2 separate regions of the Oncorhynchus kisutch genome follow, and region 2 is linked to region 1. Evidence: chromatin contacts called from public Hi-C data. All regions are on one chromosome and are shown on one strand. Each heading gives the region's core, a stretch centred on a gene start, on an enhancer-like site or on the middle of the called end of the contact. The rest is flanking DNA. Distances are from core to core; before and after follow the strand shown.

The links. Hi-C and Micro-C count contacts between places; a contact is called where the count stands out from the background.
Region 2: a Hi-C map of liver shows a contact between it and region 1, with 5 times the contacts expected there. The contact joins the promoter of LOC109884065 here to the promoter of hspb9 in region 1. A contact is called at or near these places in 2 of 2 Hi-C or Micro-C datasets (liver and muscle).

What each region holds. Positions count from the first base shown.
Region 1 is chrLG6:65,960,613-65,965,590 of Okis_V2, reverse strand. hspb9 (heat shock protein, alpha-crystallin-related, 9) reads left to right here and starts at 2,253. Exons shown (of 1, transcript XM_020484658.2): 1 at 2,253-3,235. The coding sequence starts at 2,382. The coding sequence ends at 3,104.
Region 2 is chrLG6:66,180,417-66,185,473 of Okis_V2, reverse strand. It overlaps LOC109884065, which reads right to left and starts at 2,730. Exons shown (of 7, transcript XM_031827211.1): 1 at 2,492-2,730. The coding sequence starts at 2,522.

The DNA of each region.
Region 1 (4,978 bases), core at 1,004-3,503:
GTCAGGGCATCGACTCTACAGGGTGTCGAAGGCGTTCCACAGGGATGCTGGCCCATGCTGACTCCAATGCTTCCCACAGTTGAGTCAAGTTGGCTGTATGTCCTTTGGGTGGTGGATCATTCTTGATACAAGTGGGAAACTGTTGAAAAAAAAACAGCAACTTTGCAGTTATTGACACACTCAAACTTGTGCACCTGGCATCTACTTCCATACCCCATTCAAAGGCACTTAAATATTCTGTCTTGTCCATTCACCCTCTGAATGGCACACATACACAATCCATTTTTCAATTGTCTCAAAACTTTAAGGGATCATAGCTCTCGCCTGGATTCACCTGGTCATTCTATGTCCTAATGCTTTGTACACTCAGTGTATATTTCAAGCCCCAACTCTGAGGCTTTGTCATCACCTAGTGGATAAAGATAGCACAGATAAAGTGGGGCATTGGTATGCGGGTATTTACTGCCTACCAAAATGCGGCAAGTGTCTTTTTATGGTCTAGCGCAACGGCACCTTATCAACTTATCACCAAGACCTTGTTTAGCCTTTTATCAGGAAGTGCTGGGCTGAGACAAAAGCCTGCACACACTGTGGCCCTTCAGAACCAGCAGTTAATAACACTGTGTTAAGCAACACTTCTATATTCAATAACTACAGTAAAACCAAGGCAGTCTCCTTGAAGAAATCACTTAAGTGATATTGCTGAATTGGGGAATGATGCAATTTGACCTATTTTAACTACCATCATTGATCGACCAGCATCCAATCAGCATCCAATCAATATCCCGGGCAGCAGTTGTGGGTCTTCAACTTACAGTATAAATGCTAGAAGTGTAAGGGGTTGTAATATGACTCTTCCTGAGTTCCTCAGCTATAAATACTCTCTCCTCTCCTCTCCTCGCTATAACTATGACTGAGTGTCTCTAGGCCCCATCAATCTCCTGACTCCATCGCAGGGAGGATTGTGGGTGACACGCTGACATATGGCCCAGCTCCCAGCACGCACTGGGAGACACCTGCCACATGCCGCTAAAGAATGGAGCAGACTCAGTTCTTTATGGCTTCTGTCTGTGGGTGATCAATACACACACACATGCGGATGGAAGCACAGACACACACACGGGTGGCCATGAGGGCACACACGGACATACACACAAATCCGCCACACACAATTTCTAAGGGTGTGAAGTTGCGCTGAGGGTTGAGGTGAATTTGTATGAAGCTGTTCGACTTCGTATAGAATCACTATATGTGATCCTTAAATAGCTCCAATTGGAGCGAATTACTGTGGGTTTTTTTGTGACTATGAATGGTAGCAACATTAGAGTGTACAAATAAATAATTCTAGGTTTTAGAGTGTAGCCTGTTTCTGACTGTGAATGGTAATAACATTTGCTGAGGGTGATATTCTTAGAATGGCAGGTCCCAAAGCGTCTGAAGGCTGAAAAGTACATGCTGTAAATGTAAATTTAAAAAGCGGCGCTCATCAATTTACTTTTATACGCCCCTGTCATGTTGCTATACTCATGGTGTCAGCATTTACACTACCAGGAAGTTGTCTAAAATAGACCTCACTCAGTCTGTGCTAATGTACCAACGATATTCAAACGGACTAACTTCCTCAGACTTCTGTTAGTCAGCGATGCATCACGCATGTCTCTTCTCTGCTTACAGACATACCTGGTACATGGTGCTCGTTAGCTCATTGAACCCATCCTGAACTATGAGGATAGCCCCCTAGTACATGGACACAACACTTGGCTCCTAAAGGAGAGTTGTGGGTTCACGTCAGCTAACCCCGGGGGTGTCCGGCCATCTGTAGCCTTCACTTCCAGTATGTCACCCCAACCTATCCAGCACCCCCAAATAGACAGGGGTGGGGCTCCAAACACGTGTATGACACACCAGGGACAATATCAGCCCGTTGATCTCATCCAACAGCCGTGACTCAGGATAGAGGGTGGAGGGTGGTAAGGCGACCCTCAGCTGTGGCACGACCAACCCGACAGCTGTGAGATAATGGACCAATGACAAACACAGAGGGGGAAACAGAAGCGCCTGCACGTAAAAACACGTAAACAGGACATGGCCATAAGCTCAGTTTAGCCCATCGACTCGTCGCAGGGAATTCTTGCCCCATACCACTTACTGCCCCCTTCCCCCGTCCTTCTTTACTGAGCTCATGGGTTGTAAATAGGGCAACAAGGGGGAGGGCCATAGGAAGAGAGGGAGTATATAAGCCTGAGAGGTGCTGCCACAAGTTCAGAAACACTCACTGGGAGTAGCTTGCCGACCAAGAGATCCTCACAGCAAGAGATCCAAGGAACTCACACTCTTCTTCTTCTAAGCCGACCGGAAAGGAAAACAGAAAAAATAACAACATGACTCAGTCCGCCGCCCCAGCAATCGAGAGCATCTTTGGAAACGACCCTTTCTTCAGTCAGGAGAGGATGGTCTTCCCCCCCATGCGCCACCAGGCCCTATCCGGCATCCAAGAGGACTTCTTCCAGAGGAGGTCCAACCTGGCCAGTGATCTCCTCAAAGAGCTCCGCGATGGGCTCCCCAGTATGTACCAGCTGCACGAGAGGGCCCACCTCCGAATGGGCTCCCCATTCCTGGAGAGGAGGAGCACAGGAGTTCCAGCAGGAGCTCTGAGCCAGGGTCTCAGCACGGAGGTGGCTGAGACAGGCCGGAGCCATAGCCCCCTGGCCCTGAGCCTAAACGCCCAGGGCTTCAACCCAGAAGACATCACGGTCAAGCTGGACGGACGGAGGCTAGCCGTGGTGGCCATGAAACAGGCCAAAGCAGAAGAGGCTAAATCCACCTCCTCTGCCATCTCTTCCTGCTCCTTTTCCTCCTCCTCGTCCCAACAGAAAGGCTTTGTTCAGAAAATTGACCTGCCTGCTCACCTAGACCTGACAGCCTTGACCTGCTCTCTGGGAGAAGATGGACAGCTGAGAATCGAAGCCCCCACTGCCGCCCCCCAGCTGGAAGCCCCTACAGCAGAGCAGGAGGTCCCACTCCGCTTTAGAACCTCCCTGGACGTACCCATAGCCAAGGGCAACACAGAAGAGTCCATAACAGTGACAACCTCAAAACCTTGAATGATATTTTATGAATCATTTAATTGTATTATCAATCCAGTGGATTACATTGTGGGGAATTGTTTATAATATGCCTATTATGCCTAATATGCCATATTATTTAATAAAGACAATCTGATATTGGAATGATGGTTGCTAGAATTGTGGTGTGTGTGTGGGTGACAGTTTTAAAATAGATAACTAGAAATAAGTGGTGGATCCTGTCAATACTGGCATACTATACATTTCAAACAGTCATGTGAACTAAATACTTTTACAGTCCGTAAACACATGTAACCTTTGCACTCTGCAACTCAAAACATACAATACCGTTCAAAAGTTTGGTGCCACTTGTTTTTGAAAGAAAACCACATTTTTTGGTCCATTAAAATAACATCAAATTGATCAGAAATACAGTGTAGACATTGTTAATGTTGTAAATGAATATTGTAGTTGGAAACGGCAGATTTTGAATGGAATATCTACATAGGCATACAAGAGGCCCATTATCAGCAACCATCACTCCTGTGTTCCAATGGCACGTTGTATTAGTTCATCCAAGTTCATTATTTTAAAAGGCTGATTGATCATTAAAAATCGGCCATTTTGAACAGTAGTGTATTTCCAACCTGAAGCTTTGACCAAATGCTTTAAAATACAAAACGAGCATTGTAATTATAATTGAAGCACTCCAAACAAAGGAAGTGATGATGTTGCACTTCATACTCTACCTACTAAAAACAAATGGTTCTATATAGTGCCAAATAAGGGTTATTTGGCTTGTAACCATAGCGGATTCCTTTTTGTTCCTGTTCCCGAACCTTTCTTTGAAAGTGCTACTGTATAAAGAACCACATGCATAAGGCTCTAAATGGTACCTGTATGGTGCTATAATGTACCCTTTCCTAAGGTTCTAAAAATAACCATTAATACAAGGTTCTATATAGCACCAATAAAGTGTTCCGCTATGGCTACAACCCTTTTTGGGGCTATATAGAACCCTTTTTATGGTTCTTTATAGAACCTTTATGGAGAAAGGTTCTATAAAGAACCTTCCTCAATCGCAAAGGTTCTTTGTAGATTCTTTTGAAGAAGCATACAGGGTTTGTTATTCTTGTCAGCGATATGATCTTGTTAAAATTCCTTACTGTTGTGTTAATTGACCAGTTGAATCAAGTGGGCTAGCCCTGCAACAGCTGGGGATCCCTGAGACAATTGAGAACCACTGATTTAGTCAACTCTTCCCAATTGACACAAGGCCGAGTCTTTCACAAAACACCTGTCACTGGCCATAGTCATATATAACACATATATAACACAACAGACTAGATCAACTGGAATGAAACTCTCACTTGCACAAAAAGAGCTATTAGCAAACAACGCCCCAAAATATTTGAATAAGACGCCACCCTGACATTAGAATTATTACTAAAAAAGCAAAGGACCCTTTTGTGAACTGCAAAGAACCATTTGAAGTTATGTGAGAACCAAAGGGTTCTTTGAGTCATTCTCATTCCACATAGAACCATCACCCTTCCGAAAGAACCCTCGAGGAGCCCTCCATTTTTTAGTGTGTACCCTAAACAAACGCTACCTCTTCAATGTCAGATGATGGCGCCAGTACCCTATAATAAGAAATGTTCCATTACAGCTGCTGTACGCGTAATTCAATCAATCATACTCTTCCAAACCCTCTATTATTCTGTTGAAGTCAAGCACTAATCACGGAAACATCCTACACAGCCACCGAAACACATTTTCTCTCAACTAAAACTCATGGGCGACTTTTCAATCACCTCTAGAAGCCCTTCTAGAATCCCTTTAAGGCTGATGACGAAGAAACTCCCAGAGACAAAGGGGGTCAGAGCGGCTGAGACGCCAAACTGAAAGCAGCA
Region 2 (5,057 bases), core at 1,481-3,980, 220 kb before region 1:
TCTGCATGTCTCTTTAATAAGGGTTTGATTTTAAGTCCGTTTTATTTAAATGTATTATGCCTCTTTCCCCTAGTTGGAGGCTTTGGTGGAAAACATAAAAATTCTCTATATATAGCGACATGTCATTTTAATGGAATATGTTTTGTTTGTTTTTCAATTAGGGTGGGCAGGTTGAATACATGGTCTGTCGTACGGTAATTTGGTAAAAAGCCAACTTGATATTTGCTCAGTATACTGTTTTCGCTGAGGAAATGTATGAGTCTGCTGTTAATGATAATGCAGAGGATTTTGCTGTTGACATATATCCCCCGGTAGTTATTGGGGTCAAATTTGTCTCCACTTTTGTGGATTTGGGTAATCAGTCCTTGGTTACAAATATTGGGGAAGATTCCAGAGCTGAGGATGATGTTAAAGAGTTTAATTTGTGGTCTGTATATTTTATAATTTCACTTAGGTTTACCTTCAACCTCACAGGCCTTTTTGGGTTGGAGGGTTTGTGTTTTGTCCTGTAATTCATTCAATGTAATTGGATAATCCAGTGGGTTCTGGTAGTCTTTAACAATTGATTCTAAGATGTGTATATGTTTTTGCTGTTTATTCTTTGTTATAGAGCCAAAACGATTGGAGAAGGAATTTATCCATACATCTGTTTTGTTGTTGTTTGTTTAGAGTTTTGCCAATTTTCCCAGATGTGGTTAGATTCTATGGATTCTTCAATTACATTGAACAGATTTCTGACATTCTGTTCCTTCTTTTTCCGTAGTGTATTTCTGTATCGTTTTAGTGATTCACCATAGTGAAGGCGTAGGCTCAGGTTTTCTGGGTCTCTATGTTTCTCAATTTCTTTCTTAGGTTTTTGCATTATTCATCAAACCATTTGTCATTGTAGCTAATTTTCTTAGGTGAGAGGTCAAATATACTGTTTACGTTTCCTACTGCCAAGTTTACACCTTCACTATTACAGTGAAACCTTGTCCCGGAAATCGTCTAGAAGGAATTGAATTTGTTGTTGCCTAAATGTTTTGTTGGTAGATTTCCACACTATTTTCCTTCCATTTATAGCATTTCTTAATATTATTCAGTTCCTTTGGCTTTGATGCTTCATGATTTGAGCATAGCTCTGTTCAAGTAGAGTGTGATTTTGCTGCGAACGCTCTAAGAGACACTGGGTTGAGGTCAGGGATAAAGTAGTCTACAGTACTACTGCCAAGAGATGAGCATTAGGTGTACCTACCATAGGAGTCCCCTCGAAGCCTGCCATTGACTATGTACATATCCAGTGTCCGACAGAGCTGCAGGAGGTGTGACCCGTTTTTGTTGGTTATGTTGTAGTAGTTGTGTCAAGGGGGGCATATGGGGGGGGGGGGGGGGTCCTGAGCACTCTGGAGCCGGTTTTCAAGGATCTCTCTGTACTTTGCTCTGTTCATCTTTCCCTCAATCCTGACTAGACTCCCAGTCTCTGCCGCTGAAAAACATCCCCGCAGCACGATGCTGCCACCATGCTTCACCATAGGGATGGTGCCAGATTTCCTCCAGACGTGACGATTGGCATTCAGGCCAAAGAGTTCAATCTTGGTTCATCAGACCAGAGAATCTTGTTTCTCATCGTCTGGGAGTCCTTTAGGTGCCTTTTGGCAAACTCCAAGCGGGCTGTCAAGTGCCTTTTACTGAATAGTAGCGTCCATCTGGCCACTCTACCATAAAGGCCTGATTGTTGGAGTGCTGCATAGATGGTTGTCCTTCTGGAAGATTCTGCCATCTCCAAAGAGGAGCTGGAGCTCTGTCAGAGTTAACGATTGGGTTCTTGGTCACCTCCATGACCAAGGCCCTTCTCCTCAGATTGCTCAGTTTGGCCGGGCAGCAAGCTCTAGGAAGAGTCTTGGTGGTTCCAAACTTCTTCTATTTAAGAATGATGGAGGCCACTGTGTTCTTGTGGACCTTCAATGCTTCGGCAATGGTTTGGTACCCTTCCCCAGATCTGTGCCTTGATACAATCCTGTCTAGGCTTGGTTTTTGCTCTGACATGCAGTCAACTGTGGGTCCACATTTAGACAGGCCTTTCCAAATCATGTCCAATCGATTGAATGTTCCACAGGTGGTGTTACCCTCTCCGCAGTTTCAAGATCCTATTTTGCTACATTTTCTATCAAAGTTTATAATTGCAAATTTGCTAAACTTTTCAGGGGATATGTACATCAAAGCACATCGTTTGACTTTGAAGTCACAGTTGCATGAGCCAAGAAAGCAGTCGTGCGAACTGGAAGTCCTTTGTTATAGGTCAGTTTGATTTTGTCACTGTCTACCAAGTCACTCGTGACAATGTTCATGGAGACCCAAATGCACAAATTAGCCTGTTAAAATTGCATTGCAGACATTAATATATAAATATCCTATTGAAACAAGGCTAGACAGAGAGATTATCATGCATGTTATTCATGTGAGGCACTTGAAAGACCTTCCATTATGACAACTTAGTTACTGTAAGACTCACCTAATACCATAAAGAGTAGAATTGTCACCATCTTGATCCTTGTAATGTCCTCCAATATCAGGTATGATTCTCCCCAACACTTGGCAGTAAATTATTGCAATATTTACATCAGATTTAACTTTTTATGTTACAACCAAAATGTAGAGTTAAATTACCATGTTCTACCTCCATGTACAAAAGGTCAATGCATGAGCTTCTAGACACTTTCCAGTATTACCATGACAGAGAAGAGTGGTAAAGTGTCACAAAACAGGAAATCCTAGCCAACTTGTCTCTGGTCTGGTTGCTGATTCCACTGAACTGTGCTAGCACACAACACTGAGCTCAACACCACAAACCCCATTTCATTTATTTTTAAAACCAAGAATATGAGACCCAAAAAACACGACGATTGAACTATACATACACATATACAGTGCCAGTCAAAAGTTTGGACACACCTACTCATTCAAGAGTTTTTCTTTAGTTTTACTATGCCAAGAGTGTGCAAAGCTGTCATCAAGGCAAAGGGTGGCTACTTTGAAGAATCTCACATTTAAAGTATATGTTGATTTATTTAAAAAAAAATTGGTTACTACATGAATCCATGTTTATTTGATAGTTTTGATGTCTTCATGTAGAAAATAGTACAAAAAAAGAAAAACCCTGAATTGAGTAGGTGTGTCCAAACTTCTCTCTCTCGCTCTATATATATATTATACACAGAAAGACAGTGTACAAAACATGAAAAACACCTTCCTAATATTGAGTTGCACCCCCCCATGAATGCTCCCAACAGTTGGCTAGATGTAATTTGGGTGGTGGACCATTCTTGATACACAGGGGTAACGGTTGAGCGTGAAAAACCCAGCAGCGTTGCAGTTCTTGACACAAACAGGTGCACCTGACACCTACTACCATACCCCATTTAAAGGCACTTAAATATTTTGTCTTGCCCATTCACCCTCTGACTGGCACACATACACAACCCATGTCTCAATTGTCTCAAGGCTTAAAAATCCTTCTTTAACCTGTCTCCTCCCCTACATCTACACTGATTGAAGTGGATTTAACAAGTGACAGCAATAAGCGATCATAACATTTACCTGGATTCACCTGGACAGTCTGTCATGGAAATAGCAGGTATTCCTAATGTTTTGTGCACTCAATGTATTGTCTAAACTACATTGAGGGGCCAATAAGGAACCTAAAAAATAAGCCTCCCCCCAAAAGAAACTGTAGTATAACCCTTAAAGGGACTCTGAATCTTGTATGTGTTATTGTAGCGTGACCTGCTATAGTCCCTGGTTCACCAAATTGCTGATCTTCAAGTCACCACAATCTTACTTTCAGCATAATAGTGGACCCACCACCAGTTAAGAAACATTTAAAAACACACACAGGCATGGTTCTTTATTTAATGTCATTCTCTTCGTCCAATGATCTGGCATAATCAAAACAGTTATTTATTTTATCCCCAAATGCTGGTTGACATCTGATTGCATTACAAGTGAGAGTGCAGGGGAAAAAAAACAGTTGTGCGTTGTCATACTGGCTGCAGAGAGGCTGGCCAATAGCAGCGTTCGATCGTTGTGAAGGACAGATCCACACGTACTGAACAGCAGAGGCAGTGGTGTTGTGGGGAAAAGAGATGGGTAGGTAAGTTACACTATTTTGTGTAAACAGTGGTTAAAAGGTGGGGAAATAGCTATCCTGATCCCAGATCAGTTTGTGCAACTCCTATTTCATTGTCATGCATTGGCAAGACGGCACAAACTGATCTAGGGCCAGGCTAGGGAATAGCTAGGTACTCGGATGTGTCAGTAGCGTCAAGAATGACAGACAGATAAATACTAATAGTGTGTAAACAGAGGCAGTTGCGTTGCTGTGATAGATAAAGAGATAGAGGTGCTGATACTGTGAAACAAACTTACAGAGGCAGTGGTGTTGTGTTGTGGGGGGGGGGGGGGGGTAGAGAGATGGGGAACATGTATACATACAGAGGCAGTGGTGTTGTGTTGTGGGGGGGGGGGGGGGGGTAGAGAGATGGGGGACATGTATACATACAGAGGCAGTGGTGTTGTGGGGGGGGGGGGGGGTAGAGAGATGGGGAACATGTATACATACAGAGGCAGTGGTGTTGTGGGGGGGGGTAGAGAGATGGGGAATATGTATACATACAGAGGCAGTGGTGTTGTGGGGGGGGTAGAGAGATGGGAACATGTATACATACAGAGGCAGTGGTGTTGTGTGGGGGGTAGAGAGATGGGGAACATGTATACATACAGAGGCAGTGGTGTTGTGGGGGGGAGGGGGGGGTAGACAGATGGGGAACATGTATACATACAGAGGCAGTGGTGTTGTGGGGGGGGTAGAGAGATGGGGAACATGTATACATACAGAGACAGTGGTGTTGTGGGGGGGGGGGTAGAGAGATGGGGAACATGTATACATACAGAGGCAGTGGTGTTGTGGGGGGAGGGGTAGACAGATGGGGAACATGTATACATACAGAGGCAGTGGTGTTGTGTTGTGGGGGGGGGGGGGGGGGGGGGGGGGGAGTAGAGAGATGGGGAATATATATACA